Linked DNA regions of Mus musculus: all the other regions are linked to region 2. Evidence: chromatin contacts called from public Micro-C data. All regions are on one chromosome and are shown on one strand. The core of a region is the stretch at or near the end of the contact, and the rest is flanking DNA. Distances in the headings are between cores, read along the strand shown. Region 1 holds the start of Polr2a (polymerase (RNA) II (DNA directed) polypeptide A). Region 2 holds the start of Trp53 (transformation related protein 53). Region 3 holds the start of Fgf11 (fibroblast growth factor 11).

Region 1 (2,700 bases), core at 62-2,561, 180 kb before region 2:
CTATACATTCGCTGTGGCGTGCTTACACACAAAATAAAAAATATATATTAAAGCAAAAAACTGGTGTGGAGAGAGATGCCCTAGGATTCAAGGGTGACTTGGGACTAAGTGGAGAGGAGAGACCGGGAGCATGTACAGGAACCAGGGTATGGAATTGGGGCTGGGAACAGGGAATAAGGGCATCACTCAGCAGCGAGGTCTCAGATCCAGAGGACTAAGGAAGCCTGGTAGTGGGTCAAGGGGATTAATCCCACAGGCAGGAAAGAGAAGAGCGCTGGAGATGAAGAACGAAGAATGCAGCTTGTCAGGCGAACAGCCAGCACTGGGGGAGGGGCGTGTTTCCTTTCCTTTGGAAGGTATTTTGCTTTCCTCAGTGGTGGTGCTCCCTGTCCGAGCGGTGATGTAACGCTGACATCAAGCATGAATGAATCACTGTGGTTGGCTGAGCAGTTGGCTTTGCTTTGAAAAGGAGTGGAAACATGCTCTTTTGGGAGATTCCCTTGAAACACTCAGCCGCCACCTTATTTCTGAAGTCGTCTGAAAGGTGTAGGGTTTCCTTGACCCCGAATTCCCCAAGACATCCCTATTCTGCCCCACCGCTAATCTGCTTTTCTCAGATTGTCACGGTCGCGTGATCTGCGGCTCCTGGGTAGCAGCCATTCTACTTTCAGAATAGGCCTCCGGGCTCGGGAAAAGCTTGGGCTGAACATCGAGCGCCAGGGCTCCGTAAAGCTATTAGAGCACAGGCGGTGCCCCAACGTCCTGGGGCCTCTCCACTAATAACGGCTACTTCCAATTGATTGGACGCGCCATCTTGCCTGCCTTATGCATATTCAGCGGTGAACTGAATATTCATGAACGAGGCCCGTCCCGTCCCTCCCTCCTTCCCCCCACCCCCGGAACCCGCTCCGGAGGACCCGAAGGGCCCCGCCTTCATTACCGATGCGTAGGACAAACCATTTTCCCGATGTGTGTGGGGGGATACTAATGAGAGACTTTAGCTGAAAATGAGCCTGAACTCCGAAGCTGAGTAAAAATGGCCTAACTTTATCCTCCGTTCTGTAAGTCCTCGGTTTGAGTGCACGGGAAACCCGAAAGGAGGACGACAGGACCAGGAACATTCTCCTCCTCCTGTCGCGTCAGAAAGAACACCCAACCAGGGAGCCGGAGCCCTAGCGTCAACAACTCCGCCGCGCGCGCTCCGTGTAGGCCGGTGCGGGCGGCCCCGTAGCGCAAGGGAGGGCGGGAAAGGAAGGGGCGGGACACAAGGGCGAATCTATAAAGGGCGTCACTCAGCCAGTTCTCTCCTCAGAAGCGCCGAGAGCGCGACCGGGACGGTTGGAGAAGAAGGTGGCTCCCGGAAGGGGGAGAGACAAACTGCCGTAACCTCTGCCGTTCAGGATCCCGGTTACTTATTTATTCGTTACCCCTTTTCTTCTTCCTCCCTCCCAAAACCTCCTCCTCTCCTCCCTTCTTTTGTTTCCTTTTTGGGAGCCGACGAATCTCCGGAAAGGGAGAAAAGGCTTTCTTTCAGCCCTTTTCGTTCCTCTGCCTTCCCCCCCCCTTCCCCCCTCCCCCACCTTTCCCTCCTCCAGCCTTTCCCTCCCTATCCCGGGAGGTCTTTCCTGGTGGCCGCCCGGACGGGTTCTGAGCACTTAGGCGGCGGTGGCGCAGGCTTTTTGTAGCGAGGTTTGCGCCTGCGCAGCGCGCCTGCCTCGCCATGCACGGGGGTGGCCCCCCCTCCGGGGACAGCGCATGCCCGCTGCGCACCATCAAGAGAGTGCAGTTCGGAGTCCTGAGTCCGGATGAATTGGTAAGATAGTCCGCCCGTCTCTCTGCTATGCCTTTGGCTGATGATCCTCTGGGAAGATGGGTCAGTGATGCTGATGTTGTGCGGGGGTCCAGCCTTCAAAAGTTAAATTATGCCAGGACTTAAACAAGCGAAATGCTATGCCTGAGATGAGTGCTTGACTGGACAGAGAAGAAAGATGTTTCCATACTTGAGCATTGCTGCGGTTCAACGAGACAGGGTTGAAAGTTGTACAGGAAGTGGATCCCCAGTTTTAGTTCTTTCACCAATATTGAGCATCCTGCTATGTGACAGTAATCAGACACTAGGAACACAGCTGCACAATAAATATAACAGAAACTCTACCTTCTAAAACACTATGGGAAAAACAGAGAAGAGAGCTTAAGAACAAAAAGAAATGAGCAAAAATAAGTACCTAGATTAAAGCAAAATGAGGAAATGCTGTAAGAAGTCACTGAAATTGAATGGTGTCAGGGTTTGGAAGACATACTTGCCAGGGATGGTGACATTCCCAAGTAATATCAGTCATCAGAGCTATTTTTTTAGGTGGAGGAAACAAGTGTCATGGGACTGAGAGGGAAATAAACTTGTATTCTAGAGACTGAAAAGCCAGTGTTGGGGCAGGCAGGGTTAGTGGGTGCGGAGAGTGCACTGAAGAAGCACGGGATATTGTAAATTACGCTCTAGAGAGTCCAAATTTCTGTTTTCAGTAGGAAACCACTGGGTAATTATAAAGGTGACAGTAGTAACTTATACACACACGCATGTACAGAAGCTCCGTAAAGAGCTGATGTGAAGTGGGTGAGGATAGACAAGGGATAGCTTTTGGAGACTTGGACTTCTTCCTCCTGAGAGGAATAGAGAGTGGAATTAAACAGCTGATTCTAGAC
Region 2 (2,700 bases), core at 13-2,512:
ATAGCCCACGCCCAGGCAGAGTCCCGCCACCTCCCGCTGGGAAGAACCGGATGGTGCGGGCTGACTGCACTTAGGACCGCCGGGCGCCCGGGGCCCAAGCCCGCCCCTTCCGCTTTCAGGACGCGCGGAATGCGTTAAGCAAGGGAATGGCTCACCCTAAAACCGGATACTCGGTAATTTGCTTTTCCGGCAGGAAGAAACGACCTATCGGCGCACTCTTTTAAATAAACACCTCCTCCTTTGCAAAAGCAATAACCAAGTAATCCAGAAAAATAAGATGTCGAGGACAGCAGTTTTCCTCCTCAAACCACAGAACCAGCCTAGAATCCATTTCTCCCCTTTCGCTACTCCCCCGTCGCCGGGCGAGCAGTGATCTGCTCCGAAAACAAGAAACCGGAAATGCTCCTGCAAGCGGCAGAAACGTAAAGGAGCCAAACAATAACAGGGCCGGCGGGCCTTTCAGACCAAGAGGCTGAGTCGGGCCCCGAGGGCAAATACTTCTGGCTAGCACCGCTAGTGCTTCAGGCTTTTCTTGGATTTTCTTCATCTAGCAGGGTCGAGAAGCGGCTGGAAAAAAAAAGAAATCACTCCAGGGACAAAGGTCCGGAAGTTGCGGGACCTTAGCAGCTAAGGCTCCCCGGATCACCCCGATCTCATCCAGGAACGGAACCCAGGGTTTCATTAGGATGCTATGGGGGGTCTTAAGTCTTAAGCTATGAATCTCGAAAAATCTTAAATCCTGGTGCTTTGTGCATGTTATTTCCGGAGCTTCCATCACCTAGCAGCGGGCAGATAAGTGTGTACAACGCGTAGCGGAGAGAAAACCCCTTAGGCCATCTCAGTGGTCCCTATATGCTCTACTTTGCAGGTGCATGACAGTGAGGCTCGTCGGTCCTAACATCATCATCATCAGCTACCCTCACTACAGCATCTGACATATACACTCCCGTTCATCCCGCCCGCCAAGCTTCCATTCCGCCCATCTCCATCGCGCTGAGTCCCCCCACTGCCCCACCCCCAAACCCCACGGTTTTCTCTAGTTTTATGGATGCAAACGGAGAGAGCCAGTGACCGAGAGGTCTCGTCACGCTCATCAATTACTTACCCAGTCTTCGGAGAAGCGTGACACCCTGCTGGGAAGGAGGAGGATGAGGGCCTGAATGCTAGGTGCCCCCTAACTGTAGTCGCTACCTACAGCCAGGATGGTCCCAATGAACTGAAGCTACAGAACTTTAGCCAGGGTGAGCACGTGGGAGGGGAAAGTCCCAATCCCAGCAACCCCCGCGAGACTCCTGGCACAAAGCTGGATAGTCGCCATAACAAGTAAGGGCAAGTCCTTCCGTGGGTTGAGGGCAAGAAATGGAGGCGGGGACTTGCAGAGTCAGGATTCTCCCTGAGATGTTGCCCTCAGCAGGAACGCTTTGTGAAAAGTCGTCTAAGATATAGAGCTGTGAGGGCAAAATGGGTGGAAACCGATTCGGAGGACTCCTGCCTCTGTGTCAAGTATAAAGAGTGGAAAGAATTAAGTTTTTATCGTAAGTGGACCGCCACTGTTCTGAGCTCTGTGCTCTTTCCTATCCAGCTAGATAGTCATAGCCATCTTTTTGGATTTTTAAGACAGAGTCTTTGTAGCCAAGGCTGGCCTGGAATTCGCGGCCGTCTTCCTGCTTTAGGCCTTCCAAGTACAGGGATGAACCAACACGGGCCCCTAAGTTCTTTTTCCCCTCATTAGCTAAAATGTCACTTTAGAAAGGCTTTTCATAGTATCTCAATCTAACGTGTTCTCCGAGATACTTGGTATCGCACCACCGTGTTTAATTTCCTGTACAGTCCTTATCACTCTCTGTAAAGACTGTTTTCACAGCCTTTAATTGCACAGCAACGAAAACTTTATGGAGATTAAGAACTAGAAAACATTGCTATTTTTTTCCCAATGCCTTGTATAGTCCTGGGTTAGGCAGTAAGAACTTGATAATAAATGTCGAATGAATGAAGGGAGGGCGGGGGAGAAAGGGAAAGAGAGGAACAAGAAGGGGGGAGAGATGGGGAGAAAGGAAACCTGAGGTTACGGGATTCAAAACAAGATAGTCAAGAGGGGCAAAAACTGTAGAAATTATGCGCCCTCTGCAGGCCAGGGAGGATAGGCGCTTTAAGAATTACCCCCAGGGGACGGTAGGGGGCGCTCGTGTAGTTTTCGCCAAGGCCCAGAGTTCAGACTACAACTCCCAGAAACCTCTAGGAATTCTCCAGCGCTTGAGGTGTAGGCAAAGTCGTTCCTTCCCGCCTTCCCGCTCGGAATCGGAGGAGGATGCGGAGAGCCTATCGGAAGGTGGCCCGACTCCCGCGAGAGCAAGAAGCCCTGGCGGCGCCTAGCGACCCTAGGCGCTTGGCTTTGGACACTCGTTCCCTGGTGATTGCTTTAGGTTCGGCTTACATTTTCCGGAAGAGGAAAGCGGACTCCGGTCTCTGAGCATCCCTGGGAACGGTAATGCACTCTAGCCTCGGCAGCTGGTAGCCGGCTCAGCGAGACTTGCCCGACCTCTGCCTTCCGGGGGCTTACTCTACAGAATGAAGACGTCGGAGGAGCGACTCTTAGCTCCGGATAGCCTCCCTCCTGACCTGGCCCCAGCTCCGGTACCCCAAGGTTCCCCAGCGGAGAAAAATACAGACTTTGAACCGGTGCCTCCGCCATGCGGTGGT
Region 3 (2,700 bases), core at 52-2,551, 220 kb before region 2:
TTTGGTGAGAGGGTCATGCAGGGGACTGCTGCTCCCTCCATACAGACAGTGTATGCTTGGGTCCAAAGTCCCTTTTCTAAAAGGTTTCCCCAGTATTCTACCCTGCCTGAGGCCCAAGTTCTCTAAATCTGGCTGGCGCCCCTTCTGTCCCGGTACTGCCTCCCGGAACCTCTCTCCCCTATTCTTTCAGAGTCTGACAGGGATAGTAGGAATGTATTTACTGACAAAATGCGGGAAGGAACTGGTTTTTGGAAACCTAGTTCTGATCAATTGGCTCATACCAAACCAGAGATATTAAGGCCGGATCACAGCCCAGACTGGATGGCACAGCTACCGGTTTCTCCACTTTCCCCCCAACTCTCCTCGTCCATTTCTGTCCTCACTTCCATCCCAGGCAGTAGAATCCCTTTTCATTTTCTCTCTGTCGGCTATTCCATCGACCCCCTGCCCCCAGCCCCGCCATATCAGGCTCCGTGTCTCCTCTCCTCTGAACCCCGAGATTTGCAGGCCTTGCCTCTACTCCGCCTGCCTCTGTGACAGTTCCCACTTAGAGCTTCCAAGGAACCCCAGGGTTCCGCCCGCCCAGCTTCTCCCAGCGTCTCCGCCCCCTGCCCCGCCCCCAGGCCGGCTCGCAGAGGAGGGGGAGCCTCTGTCGCCGCCGCCGCCTCAGCTTCCCACAGCCGCTGCCGCTGCCTCCGCCGCTCTGCCTGGTCCAACCTCCAGGCCCAGTGCTCTGACTTTGCCGAACCGAGGCGCTCTGCAGAGACATCCTTACTCCTTCCTGGGGGTCCGGGACGCTTAGGCCGACGTTGGGGGGAAACCTCCGCTTGCGGGTGACAGGGAGGGAGGAGCCTGGAGCTGGAGCTCGCGGCACCCGTCGCCCGGATCAACAGGACAGGACAGGTTGAGGGGCGTCGGGGAAAGGAAGGGGTGTTATAGCAGTCCCAGGGAGGACGAGAAAGCCCTGGCGCAGGAAGCTCTGATGCGCTGTGACTTATTAAGGGCCTGTTCACGTTTGAGGAGTGTTGACAACGTGGGTGCACTCCTCTCTTGGGGGCCTTGTTAGATTGGAGGGTGTGGGATCTAAGCAGTGCCAGTTGTTCCTCGGGAAATTTAAGGGGCAACTAGAAAACAGACAGAAACGGCGGATGCTCCTTTTTTCGGGGCGACAGAGGGTCCTGCAGACAACCACCTGGTGTCTGCACTAAGAAGGGTTGATTTGGAGGTGACTTCAAAAGGAGTGGAGGGTAGCAAGGTGAGGGAATGGTGTTAGCAGCTGGGACTCTGTGGTACTAGAAATGGGGGTGACAATGAGAAAAAGCATTATCCAGCCAGGGGGCCTGGGAACCCCTTTTCACTGAACCTAAACAGCCTGAATTTTGAGTCATATTTGCTGGCAGAGGGGGGATTTGAAGAAAGTGGGAGACCCACTCCATTTAGAGTATAGAAAAGGAAAAAAGAAAACAGAGCTGGGCTCCTCTTGACATTGACAGCAGCCTAGGGTGAGCTAATGTCCACAAAGCTTAGGACCCACACCCTGTGTAAGAGTAGGCTGGGCAGGAGCGGCCCCAAAATAGGGTAGAAAGAAGCCTCGGGGTATTGAGAACACATCTTAGAAATATAGGAGGGTCTTGACTGTGGGATAGAGGAGGTATCTTCTATCTGGTACAGAGGCCAGAGAGGAGGGAAGGGGAAAGCTTTCATTAGGGGACAGAATTCATGGGTGAGGTCAGCTGAGGAGTGCATAGGCTGCTGGAGCCGCTGGAGCTAGTCAGGGCCCAAGGGTGGGAGCCGGTGGTGTTGGGGAACGTACTGGGGTCTGGGGTTTCTCTTCAGATCCTGTGGGTGGGGCGGTGGGTTGGGTCCTGAGCATGCCCTGGTGAGAGGGCTCCTCTTGGGGAGCCCAGGGCGCTCCGGGAGCCTGCTGGTTTGGGGGTGTCTCCTCCCGGGGCGCGATGGCGGCGTTGGCCAGTAGCCTGATCCGACAGAAGCGGGAGGTCCGCGAGCCCGGGGGCAGCCGGCCCGTGTCGGCGCAGCGGCGCGTGTGTCCCCGCGGTACCAAGTCACTTTGCCAGAAACAGCTCCTCATCCTGCTGTCCAAGGTGCGACTGTGCGGGGGGCGTCCCACGCGACAGGACCGCGGCCCAGGTGAGTGTGGCTAGGGCGGGGTCTCCCACAGAAGTCCTGCCTGAGGCCAGGGACCCTGACGATTGAAGCCCGATGAGGAGGGGGGTGTCCCAGAAGTGGAAGAGGTGGGCCAGAACGACAGAATTTACGGGACTATCCTTCAGGTTCTTCCTCTTTGCCTGTAATGCCGAGTCTCCTTGCTTTCGAGGGCAGGGGGAAGGTTTGAGGGGCGAAGTCTGGCGCCCCAAGCTTCTCTGCTCCTGTCAGCCCCCCTTCAGCACAGGACTCCCCACCCCCCACGGTTCTTCGCCTACGTGCGGGTTCTCGCGATTCTTTCCATCCGAAGTGGCGGGGCTTGAGGGGTTCTGGACGCTTGGGTCACCCCGAGGGTTTCTGCAGCCCTGGCTGCCCCGCCCCCGCTCCGGCTCTCCCGCCCCTCCACGCTTTGGCTCTGTTCTTCCTGGTCGAGCTCGCCTGGCCAGGAGCCAATCTCTCCAGCTCTCCCCCGGGTGTCCTTGCAGGCTACCTCGTCAGTCAGCCCCCTCCGTACGCCCTCCTTCTGTGACCTGCGCT

Evidence for each region. Hi-C and Micro-C count contacts between places; a contact is called where the count stands out from the background.
Region 1: a Micro-C map of embryonic stem cells shows a contact between it and region 2, with 7 times the contacts expected there. The contact joins the promoter of Polr2a here to the promoter of Trp53 in region 2. A contact is called at or near these places in 8 of 39 promoter capture datasets (the C10 cell line, cranial neural crest, hippocampal neurons and 4 more), 13 of 484 Hi-C or Micro-C datasets (CD4 T cells, CD8 T cells, Th1 cells and 7 more), 8 of 115 datasets of contacts at active chromatin or transcription factors (the 230-238 cell line, embryonic stem cells, extraembryonic endoderm stem cells and 2 more) and 4 of 9 other capture datasets (adipose tissue, liver, macrophages and 1 more).
Region 3: a contact with region 2 is called in a Micro-C map of embryonic stem cells, with 2.2 times the contacts expected there. The contact joins the promoter of Fgf11 here to the promoter of Trp53 in region 2. A contact is called at or near these places in 5 of 39 promoter capture datasets (the 3T3-L1 cell line, the C10 cell line, cranial neural crest and 2 more), 4 of 484 Hi-C or Micro-C datasets (the N1E-115 cell line and embryonic stem cells), 2 of 115 datasets of contacts at active chromatin or transcription factors (embryonic stem cells and memory CD8 T cells) and 3 of 9 other capture datasets (adipose tissue, liver and pancreatic islet).

The regions. Positions count from the first base shown.
Region 1 is chr11:69,757,244-69,759,943 of GRCm38.p6, reverse strand. It overlaps Polr2a (polymerase (RNA) II (DNA directed) polypeptide A), which reads left to right and starts at 1,311. Exons shown (of 29, transcript NM_001291068.1): 1 at 1,311-1,813. The coding sequence starts at 1,721. It overlaps Slc35g3 (solute carrier family 35, member G3), which reads left to right. Exons shown (of 2, transcript NM_019871.2): 2 at 1-60.
Region 2 is chr11:69,578,921-69,581,620 of GRCm38.p6, reverse strand. Trp53 (transformation related protein 53) reads right to left here and starts at 1,262. Exons shown (of 11, transcript NM_011640.3): 1 at 1,106-1,262. Wrap53 (WD repeat containing, antisense to Trp53) reads left to right here and starts at 2,372. Exons shown (of 10, transcript NM_144824.3): 1 at 2,372-2,700. The coding sequence starts at 2,569.
Region 3 is chr11:69,800,881-69,803,580 of GRCm38.p6, reverse strand. Fgf11 (fibroblast growth factor 11) reads left to right here and starts at 1,301. Exons shown (of 5, transcript NM_001362623.1): 1 at 1,301-2,148. The coding sequence starts at 1,956.